2 separate regions of the Mus musculus genome follow, and region 2 is linked to region 1. A link is a contact called in public Hi-C data. All regions are on one chromosome and are shown on one strand. Each heading gives the region's core, a stretch centred on a gene start, on an enhancer-like site or on the middle of the called end of the contact. The rest is flanking DNA. Distances are from core to core; before and after follow the strand shown. Region 1 overlaps Gm34717 (a long non-coding RNA gene). Region 2 overlaps Sgpp1 (sphingosine-1-phosphate phosphatase 1).

Region 1 (5,147 bases), core at 178-2,677:
AACTCAGGGGTTTATTTGGCTAGTTAGCCTAGGTTACATAGTAACTGTATCTCAAAGAATACCTTCCACCGTGGGGCAGGGGCAGGGGTGTTGGTGGCAGGCATAGGAGGCAACAGCCTGTCACATTGCATCCAGTTAGGGAGGAGAGACCCATGACTGCTCATGCTCAGGTTTCGGTTTGTTTGTTTGTTTCATTTTGTTTTTACAGGGTATCACTTTGTAGCCCTGGCTGGCCTGGAACTCCCAGAGATCAGCCCTGTCTCTGCCTCCTTTCCCCCTTTTTATTCAGTCTCAGACCCCCAATCCATGTTGGGTGTGTCCTACTTCAGTTAACTCAATCCAGACAAGTCTTCACAGACAACTCCAGAGATTAGTTTCCTCAGTGATTCTAAATCTCACAGCACATGCATTAAATGGAAATCTGCTTTAGATTTTGAGTTGAGAGTCACTGTTCTCAAATCACAGGATCCTTCAGATATTTCCCAGATTCAAGTGTAGACGACAGTGAACACTACCACAAAGTTAGCCGGAAAACCCCTTTGAATGTAACATGATTCTCAGATGAGAACAGGGACTTTAACACTGTCTTCTGGGACCTAGAATGTTTGTAGCATGGAATAGCTGGCAAACACTATTTGAATTGATTCTGTTTAAGGAGAAAGAGGACTGGGGGGGGGGGGGGGGAGAAGCTCAGTCAGTTAGGCACTTGCCTTGCAAGCATGAGAACCTGAGTTTGATTTTTAGAATCTACTTAAAAACTTGGCATAGTGGTGGTTTTTGTGATCCAAGCACTCGGAGGCAGGAGGATGACCCCTGTGGCTTGCTGATGCCTAAGTGGGGAGCCAGTGAGATATCCTGTCTTAAAGGCAGTAGATAGTTTCTCTGAGGACATTCGAACATGTCCTCTCATCACTACATGCACACACATGCATTAAAAATGTTTCTATTTTATTGTTTTATGTGAATGAGTGTTTTGCCTACATATATTGTCTTAGGGTTTTACTGCTGTGAACAGACACCATGACCAAGGCAACTCTTTTTTTTTTTTTTAAGATTTATTTATTTATTATATTTAAGTACACTGTAGCTGTCTTCAGACACTCCATAAGAGGGCGTCAGATCTCATTACAGGTGGTTGTAAGCCACCATGTGGTTGCTGGGAATTGAACTCAGGACATTCAGAAGAGCAGTCAGTGCTCTTAACCGCTGAGCCATCTCTCCAGCCCGGCAACTCTTATAAGGACAACATTTAACTGGGGCTGGCTTACAGGTTCAGAGGTTCAGTCCATTATTATCAAGGCAGGAGCAAGGCAGCATCCAGGCAGGCATGATGCAAGAGGAACTGAGAGTTCTACATCTTCACTGGCTTCCAGGCAGCTAGGTTGAAAGTATTAAATCCCATGCTCACAATGACACACCTACTCCAACAAGGCCACACCTCTTAATAGTGCCACTCTCTAGGCCAAGCCTATACAAACCATTGCATGTATATGTGTGCACTTTGTGAGTGCTTGGTGCCCAAAGAAGTCAGAAGAGGGCCTCTGATTCCCTTGGCTTGGAATTACCAAGTTGTGAGCTTCTACATGGATGTTGGGAATGGAACCTGGGTCATCCAGGTCATCCACAAAAGCAGCAAGCACTTTTAACTAACTGATGAGCCAACTCTCCACACTAAGACCTTTTGTGTGTGTGTGAGACGGGGGTCTTTCTACATAGTCCTGTCTGTCCTGGAAGTGACTACGTAGACTAGGGTGGCCTTCAGCTCACAGAGATCCCTCTGTCTCTGCCTTCTGAGTGTTGGGATTAAAGGCATGTCTCCCTGTGCCCTGCCTGAAACATATTTCAAAGGGAACACATTTGTGATGGTTTAAATCATTATGGGCCCCATAGAATCATGTGTTTGGATGTTTGGCCGGCTGGGAGTGGCACTATTAGGGTTTGTGGCTTTGTTAGAGGAAGTGCATCCCAGGGGAAGTGAGATCTCCTATGCTCAAGCTACCTCTAAAGTAGCAGACACACACTCTCTGCTCCCAAGGGATCAAGATTTAGAGCTCTTAGCGCTTTCTCCAATGCCATGGCTTCCTGGGTTAGAGCATCCCATCAAGATGCTTCCTTTCCATCATGATGGTGATGATGGACTGACCCTCTGAACCTGTAAGCCAATCACAATTAAATGTTGCCCTTTATTAGAGTTGCCTTGGTCATGGTGTCTCTTCACAGCAATGGAAACCTTAACTAAGACAACATTTTCTGCAAATTCCTGGATACAAAAGATGCAGTACTGTAGAACCAAGATTGTGGTTTCATGCCAGCCTGGGCTACACAGTGAGTTTAAGACCAACTTGTGCCCTCGCTAAAAGAAAAAGTAGCAGTTCATATTCTTTTTTTTTTTTTGCAGTTTGGTTTCGATTCCTCATTTTTAAAAAATTGGATATTTTATTTATTTACATTTCAAATGTTATCCCCTTTCCCGTTTTCCCCTCTGTAATCCTCCTATACTATCCCCCCTTACCCTGCTTCTATGAGGGTGCTCCCCTACCCACCCACTCCCCCCTCACTGCCCTAGCATTCATCTACACTAGGGCATCAAGCCCTCACAGGACCAACGGCCTCCCCTCCTATTGATGTCAGATAAATCCCCTCAGCTCCTTCAGTCCCTCCTAACTCCTCCATTGGGGTCTCTGTGCTCAGTCTGATGGTTGGCTGCGAGCATCTGCATCTGTATTGGTTAGGGTCTGGCAGAGCCTCTCAGGAGACAGCTGTATCAAGCTCTGGACAGCAAGCACTTCTTGGCATCCACAATAGTGTCTGGGTTTGGTGTCTGCATGTGGGATGGATCCCCAGGTGGGGCAGTCTCTGCATGGCCTTTCCTTCAGTCTCTGCTCCACTCTTTGTCCCTGTATTTTCTTTAGAAAGGAAAAATTCTGGGTTACATTTTTGGAGATGGGTAGGTGGTCCCATCCCTCAACTGGGGGGGGGGGGCATGCCTAACTTCTGGATATGGTCTCCACAGGTTCTCCCTCCCCTTTTTGGGGTATTTCTGCTAATGTCATCCCTGTGGGGTCTTAAGAGGCTCTTGCTTTCCTGGCATCTGGGACTTTCTAGTTGCTACTCCCAGTTCTTCATCCCCCATTGCTACATACCTCTGTTCAAATTCCTGACCCTCTGTACATCTCCATCTCCTCCCATACCTGATTCTGCCCCTCATTGCCCCCCTCCTCTCTTCCTCCAAAGTCCCTCCTCACCCTCTACTTCCCTTGAATATTTTGTTCCCCCTTCTAAGTAGGATTGAAACATCCTCATTTTTTTAAACCTCCAGTTTCCTAATTCTGGGCAGAGGACTTCTTGTACATAAGAAATGAAGGTCAGAGGCTGGGTGTGAATGCACGGGTAGAGCCTAGTATGCTATAGGTTCTACTCCTGGCAACACGGAACAAACAAAAGGTGAAGGCCAGTCTTGGTGACACAAGCTCAGAATCCCAGCAGTCAGGAGGTAGAAGCATGATTTTGAGTTCAAAGCCAGCCAGGGCAATCTAGGGAGGGACTACAAAACAGAAACCCATCCTAACCATTTCCTCTTACTGGGTGATTTATCTCCAGGACGATCTTCAGCAAATGCAAGACTCAGCAAAGCTTTGTAATCCTTCCCGTTCCTTATCTCAGCTGTCAAGTATGAGAACCTGGGATTTACTTATCTCTGTTCAGAGCATTTTCCCATGGGTTGGGAGCAAAAAGTATTACATAGCCCATTTATACCCGGTGTGTGTTTATAGTTTGCTTTCTTTTCCTACTGGAATTGGGGTTGAATCCAGGGTCTCAGCACATTGGGCATGCGCTCTGCCACTGAGCTACACCCAACATCATGATTTGCCTTTTGAAAGGAGCAGTTCTCTTTTCTCTGCAGCGTTTCTTCTAAACAAGTCTAATAAGTTTTCAAGCGTGGAAGATTATTTCTTGAAAGGAAATCATTACATGCTGTGAGTTTACATGAGAGATGATTATCCAAGGTAATAGATTTTGTAGCACAAATCAATAATTAGCATTTATTAATTTTTAATACTTAAATGTAAGGGTTGGGAATGCTAATTCATTAGAGAAATGTTCAGGACTGAGATAGGCATCTATTTAATGGTCCCTTTATTGACTTTCAAACCTAGGAATAGCTTTCACTTCAGGCAATCACCTGCAATCAACTGTGATCCTCTGATTACAAATTTATTCAAGTTGTCTGCTCTCACCATGACGGCATCTTATCTCCTCCCACATCAGAAGACACACTTTTCAGTATGCTTTTTGTAAGGAAAGCAAACACCGCTTGGCTGCACTGTTGATATTATTATTATTGTTCCTATATTAAGGTCTTGGCAATCAGGACGAGGTCCAGGTTTAGGAAGCTCAGCACATCTTAGGATCTGGCAAACAAATACATTTAATATAATGCTTAGAAAATTGCAACCAATAATTACTTTAAGTAAGTACTTCTCCAGAATATGAAGTAAGAGTGAAATACTGTGTGACAGCAAAAAGAAAGCAAGGATCAGCCAACAGTCCTGGGAGTCTCATCCTATAATCCCAGAATTTAGTAGTAGAGGTCAGAGAGTCAGAAACTCAAGGGCAGCCTAGGCTAGCTACATTAGGATCCTTTCTCAAAACAAACAAACCCCAAACAGGCTACCCCTCCTTCCCCCAAAAGCCCTCCTGCTAAACAAACAAAATCATTTAAAATGACAAGATAAATAAATAAAGAGACTGGAGAGGTGGCTCAGCGGTTTAAGGGCACTCTCTGCTCTTCCAGAGGTCCTGAGTTAAATTCCCAGCGCTCCTATGGTGGCTCACAACTGTCTATGATGGGATCAGATGCCCTCTTCTGGTGTGCAGACTTTACAAACAGAGAAAGTATCTGTATCCATGAAATGCATAAATAAATCTTTAAGGCAGGTGTGCTGGAATATGCCTTCAATCCTAGCACTAGGAAGCAGAAGCAGGTGGATCTCTGAGTATAAGGCCAGCCCACTCTACAGAGCAAGTTCCACAGCCAGGGCTGTACAGAGAAATTCTGACTTGAAAAAAATAAAATTGATAGGTAGGTAGGTAGGTACATAGATAGGTAGGTAGGTAAATAAGTAGCTAGATAGCTAGATAGATAG
Region 2 (5,581 bases), core at 2,110-4,609, 38 kb before region 1:
ACGTGGATGTGAGAAAACAAATATGGTTGTTCTATCGAGATGGCTCTTCAGGAAAGGCTTCTGTCTGTAGCCCAGGGAAAGTTCTAGATCACTGGGGACAGGGAGAGCAGTTCACAGAGATGATCTTGCCAGCTCAAGGGAGAGGCAATAGGAGTCTGTCTCCCTGTCAGCTCTCTCTAGCACACCTTGGCCTGCTGCCGGCTTTGTCCTGTTGTGTTTTGGTTTTGAGTAGTATCTGAGACTGAGCCCAGCCTCTCATGGATTAAGCATGGATTTTGTACCACACCCCAGTTTGCTGTCTTGTGTTTAATGCCCCATGAAGTATGGTTGGATTTTACACGTTTAAAGCATTCAGAAAAAGCTAAAAGAATATTTTATGGCAGGAAACTTACATGAATCTTGAACTTTCGTTTGTTGCTAAAACTTAGCGGAACCTGATCCCATCCTTTTAATGTTGCATTTTTGTTTCTCTTTGTGCTGCTTCTAGATATAAAAGTTCACTGGTTTCGACAAATGGACTGTGCTGTTTAGGAAGCATGAATAGACTTTCCCCCAGCACTATATTTTATTTTAATTTTTTGTGGCAGTGTTTCTTTGTGTAGCCCTGGTTATCCTGGAATGTACTTTGTAGACCAGGTTGGCCTAAAATTCCTGCCTCTGCCTGCTGAGTGCTGGGACTAAAGTCGTGTGCCACTGCCACCAGGCCTCACTAAGCTTATCTTGAATTTGATAGATTTATTTACTTTTGAGACAAGGTCTCATTGTTTGTCACAAACTGGCTTTGGAACTCTTTCAGAGTTCTGCCTGCCTTTGTCTTTGCTGGTATTAAAGATGTATACTAGCAAATTTAATTCTTTTTTTTTTTTTTTTTTTTTTTTTTTTTTTTTTTTTTTTGGTTTTTTGAGACAGGGTTTCTCTTTATAGCCCTGGCTGTCCTGGAACTCATTTTGTAGACCAGGCTGGCCTTGAACTCAGAAATCCGCCTGCCTCTGCCTCCCGAGTGCTGGGATCAAAGGCGTGCGCCACCACGCCCGGCTAATTTAATTCTTTTTAAGATTTATTTTATGTATGTGAGTACACTGTATCTGTACAGATGGTTGTGAGTCTTCATGTGGTTGTTGGGAATTGAATTTTTAGGACCTTTGCTCACTCCAGTCAACTCTGCTTACTCAGTTCCTGCTTGCTCCAGCCCAAAGATTTATTTATTGTTTTACATAAGTACACTGTAGCTGACTTCAGACGCACCAAAAAAGAGATCTCATTATGGGGTTGTGAGCCACCATGTGATTTCTGGGATTTGAACTCAGGACCTTTGGAAGAACAGTCAGTGCTCTTACCCTCTGAGCCATCTCTCCAGCCCAAATTTCAGTTTTTAAAGGTAGAATTGACAAGTCTTCATGACTTATTGGATCTGTCATTAAGGAGGAAGAAAAGAGAAAAGATTATGTCCAAATGTCTGGTTTGGGAAGTATAATTTGTAAAGAAGATATATGTGTGTGTGTGTGTGTGTGTGTGTGTGTGTGTTTTAGAAGCATCTTGTATTAAATTTGCAGGGTCACCAAGGAGCTGGTACCTTTGGTATCCATAAAACAATCACCTGTAACGACGAAGGAGGCAGTTCTCTTCATGAAAGATGAGTACAGATTTGGTGCCAGCACGTAACTGCCAAGTAGAATCATGAGAATGGAATATCATCCTCAAAGAGAACACACAATGAAAATTTGAGGTCCAGCAAAATACCTCATAAGATACCAACATTTAAGGACTCAGTGCCTGTCAAAGCCACGTGCAGGGGCTTGAAATATGGCCCAGCAGTCAAGAGCCAACACTGCTCTAGCAGAAGACCCAAGCTCCTGCCACAGGTAGTCCACCACCACCTGTAACTCCAGCTCCAGGGGGTCTGGTGCTGCCTTCTCCTGGCTCTCAAGAGTACTGGTAGGCATGTGCATACACTCTCACATAGAACATATAATTAAAAGTAAACCTTAAAAAACAGACACCATGCCAGGCACGATGGTGCAAGCTGTAATTCCAACACTGGGAAGACAGGCAAGTCGATCCCTGGGACTCCCTGGGCAGCCTGTAGTTCCCTTGGTGAATGACGGGTCAGTGTGAGCTCTATCTCAACAAAATGTAGTGGTTCTCTAGAAGAATAACATCCAAGGTTGTCCTCCAGCCTCCACACGTAGATGTGCACACACACATACATGCAGAGGGAAACGTAGACACACAAATCAACATTTAAAGAAAATCTTAGGGAACTGCAGAGATGGTTCAGCCCTTAAGAGCGCTCGCTTACTGCACAGTTTGGATCCTAGAACTCATATAATAGGCTGGGTGTCCTGAGCATACATGTAACCTCAAACTGGAGGAAGCTGAAACTGGATTGCTAAGGCTGGCTGACTTCTATCTTCACTGAGAAAAACAAGAGCCCCAGGTCCAGAGAGAGACCCTGCCTCAAAGAATAGGCAGAGGATAATGACACCCCCTTCTGCTTTCCACATTCTCATATAGACACAGGCACCCCCACAGACAAATGCTGTCTCTTGCATATACAAATAAGTAATTTTTTAAAAAGAAAATATCTTAGAAATAGTTAAGGTGAGGTAGGCATATACTTCTTTAAACCTAGCACTCAAGAGGCAGAAGCTGGCTGATCTTTTGAATTTGATGCTAGCCTAGGTATAAGGGCTACATAAAAGTCCCCTTTAGCCGGGCAGTGGTGGCACATGTCTTTAATCCCAGCACTTGAGAAGCAGAGGCAGGAGGATTTCTGAGCTTGAGGCCAGCCAGGTCTACAGAGTGAGTTCCAGGACAGCCAGGGCGATACAGAGAAACCCTGTCCCGAAAAAAACAAAAACCAAAAATAAAAAAAAAAAAAAAAAAAAAGAGCGGAGAGATGGAAGGGAGGAAGGACAGGCAGCGTCTGAGGTGTGTGAACCTTGCGGTATTTGCAAGCAGGGTTCTCAAAAAATGCATCTTGACTAGGTTAAGCAAAAAGAGGAAGTTGATCTGCAGGAATATCTGGAGCATTTTGTAGAAACCAAGTATAAGGAGGTTCTGGGGTTTGGGGGCCAGACTGTGGAACAAGCCTGCCTCAAAGCACACTGTATGCGTCCATACAGCCCTCCCTCCTGTGTCTGGGCATGCATGTGCCTGCTTCATCTGCGTTATTTACAAGTCAGACAGCAGAGACTGCCCTGAGCTGCTAGATCTGCCTGCTCAGGGCCAAGCGTCCTCCCTAAACTCAAATATTGATGGTCAGAGGAGTCGGTGTGCGTGCCTCTAGGGCCACACCATAGGTCTGCCCAGCACAGTAAGATGAGACAATACCTTAGAAAAGAATATGCCTTAGACAAAGCCAGAAGTGAAAGTAAGAGAGCGAGTGTTCTGGAGAAGCCATACGCACTGAAAACTCACACTTTGCAGAGACTGAGAAATGGTAAGGGCTGACATGTGTGTCTCCTTATCATTTGGAACCGATTGGGACCGCAGTATATCAAGTTCGTTATTTTGTATCTAATATAATTAAGACCACATCATAACTCATGCTTGTTGCTTTGCTTAATATGTGTGATGCTTAGTTTCACGTGTAATTTTTTTTTTTTTTTTTTTTTTTTTTTTTTGGTTTTTCAAGACAGGGTTTCTCTGTGTAGCCCTGGCTGTCCTGGAACTCACTCTGTAGACCAGGCTGGCCTCGAACTCAGAAATCCGCCTGCCTCTGCCTCCCGAGTGCTGGGATTAAAGGTGTGCGCCACCACGCCCGGCTTCATATGTCATTTTTGCTAGGATGCCACATGCAGATTTTTTTGTTAGGTAAAATTAGCATCTTTATTTCCAGTAAACTTTCACTAAAGCAGATTACACACGCACACGCACATGGTTTTTCAAGACAGCATTTCTGTGTGTAGCCCTAGCTGTCCTGGAACTTATTTTGTAGTAGACCAGGCTGGCCTTGAACTCAGAGAACCGCCTGCCTCTTCTGAGTACTGTGATTAAAGAGCGCCATCATGCCCAACTAAAGAATTATGCTTAATTTCTAGGTGTTGGAAGTAAATATTCTGGGTATCACACAAAGAATCACAAAGGAAAGCGTGAAGCAGGAAGTTTGCTAGGTTTTGTTCCGTTTTGGTTTCTTTGAAACAAAGTCTTACTATGTAGCTCTGTCTGGTCGGGAACTCACAGCTGTTGTACACTCAGAGCCCAGCTCTGCCCAGTGCTGGGATTAAGGGCTTGCCCCGGCTAGCCCAACTTCACTTGGCTTTTATTTCAAGGCAGGTGGTGATGATGTTTCCCTATTGGCTGGACTCTCACCCCACAGTCTAAAGACTGGCTAGTTTTAAAAGACTCTGCATAAAGGCAGTGAAAAAAAAGGGGGGGGGGCAGGGTCCAGCTGCCCGAGGGCATCGCCATTTGTGTAAGCAAATGTTTTAGGAAGTGGGTACGACTTAGTTTCATATGTCAGTTTTGCTAGGCCACCATATGCCTACTCTTAGTGAATATATATTAGTCCTTGAAGAAGCTACCCTTGAGAAGAAAAAAGACATTTTTTACATAGACAAGTCAAAGTGCAAAGAACAAAAAAGGAGAAAAAAAAAAAACAAATTTAAGGTTGGAAAAAGTAAATTTCTTTAAAAAAAATTATTTTTATTTATTTATTTTTTTTTTTCTGAGTAGCCCTGATCTGTAGACCAGGTCTTGAACTCAGATCCATCTGGCTGTGCTTTCAAGTGCTGGGAATGAAGGGGTTCACCACTTTTTAAGTATTTATTTATTTATTTATTTATTTATTTATTTATTTATTTATTTGGTGTCTGTCTCTCTGTGGGAGTCAGGGGACAACTTGGTGGGAGTCAGTTCTCTACATCTGTCCATGCACTGACCTTGGGTAGACAGGTTTGCCCCAGGAGAGAGATTTGAGCTACACCTACGTCCTTCCCTGGATCTTCAGCCTGAGGGTTTGGCTCTTGTGAGCCTCTACCATGGCATGAATTAGCTCCTCAGTGTAAATTTCTTCATATAATGGACAGACATGCTCTCTAGGTTATTTCTCTGAGGAACCATGTCATTCCACTCTTTAATTCATGCACAGTGCCGTGAGACTGAGCCGGGCCCCACATGTGCTCCACAAGCGCTCTGTGGCTCCACAAGCGCTCTACCACTGTGGCCTCCTTTTTTCCTCCTTTTTAAGACAAGTTCTTGGTAATTTCCTTACTGTGTGGACCACACTTACTTTGACTACCAATCTTCCCGCCTCAGCTTCTCAAGTAGATGTTTTTTTACACTGCAGGCGTATTACTGTCCTAAATACTAATTACCTCCTTTTAGATAGGAGGAACCTGAAATAGATTTTTTTTTTCTGAGACAGGGTTTCTCTGTGTACCCCTGGCTGTCCTGGAACTCACTCTGTAGACCAGGCTGGCCTCGAACTCAGAAATCCGCCTGCCTCTGCCTCCCAAGTGCTGAGATTAAAGGCAATGCGCCACCACGCCCGGCGGAACCTGAAATAGAAGGGCATTGCGTGGCCACCCTAGGGTCCCACAGTTGAAGAAACAGAAACAGAATCAGCCTAGCTTACAGC

The links. Hi-C and Micro-C count contacts between places; a contact is called where the count stands out from the background.
Region 2: a Hi-C map of bone marrow-derived macrophages shows a contact between it and region 1, with 1.7 times the contacts expected there. The contact joins two enhancer-like sites. A contact is called at or near these places in 2 of 39 promoter capture datasets (both in liver), 13 of 484 Hi-C or Micro-C datasets (the C2C12 cell line, bone marrow-derived macrophages, double positive thymocytes and 6 more), 8 of 115 datasets of contacts at active chromatin or transcription factors (the SCID.adh cell line, bone marrow-derived macrophages, embryonic fibroblasts and 3 more) and 3 of 9 other capture datasets (adipose tissue, liver and pancreatic islet).

What each region holds. Positions count from the first base shown.
Region 1 is chr12:75,686,006-75,691,152 of GRCm38.p6, reverse strand. Gm34717 (a long non-coding RNA gene) reads right to left here. Exons shown (of 3, transcript XR_381697.2): 2 at 4,184-4,412; 3 at 2,889-2,906. Among named protein-coding and RNA genes, the nearest start is that of Gm40890, 13 kb to the left of the region's middle. Within about 2 kb of position 1,427, at least 16 of the 459 cell types and tissues checked have an H3K27ac peak or open chromatin away from gene starts, as enhancers often do. A contact at or near this core is called in adipose tissue and bone marrow-derived macrophages, where this site is marked.
Region 2 is chr12:75,725,264-75,730,844 of GRCm38.p6, reverse strand. The region is part of intron 1 of Sgpp1 (sphingosine-1-phosphate phosphatase 1); the gene reads left to right. Among named protein-coding and RNA genes, the nearest start is that of Sgpp1, 7.7 kb to the left of the region's middle. Within about 2 kb of position 3,359, at least 116 of the 459 cell types and tissues checked have an H3K27ac peak or open chromatin away from gene starts, as enhancers often do. A contact at or near this core is called in adipose tissue and bone marrow-derived macrophages, where this site is marked.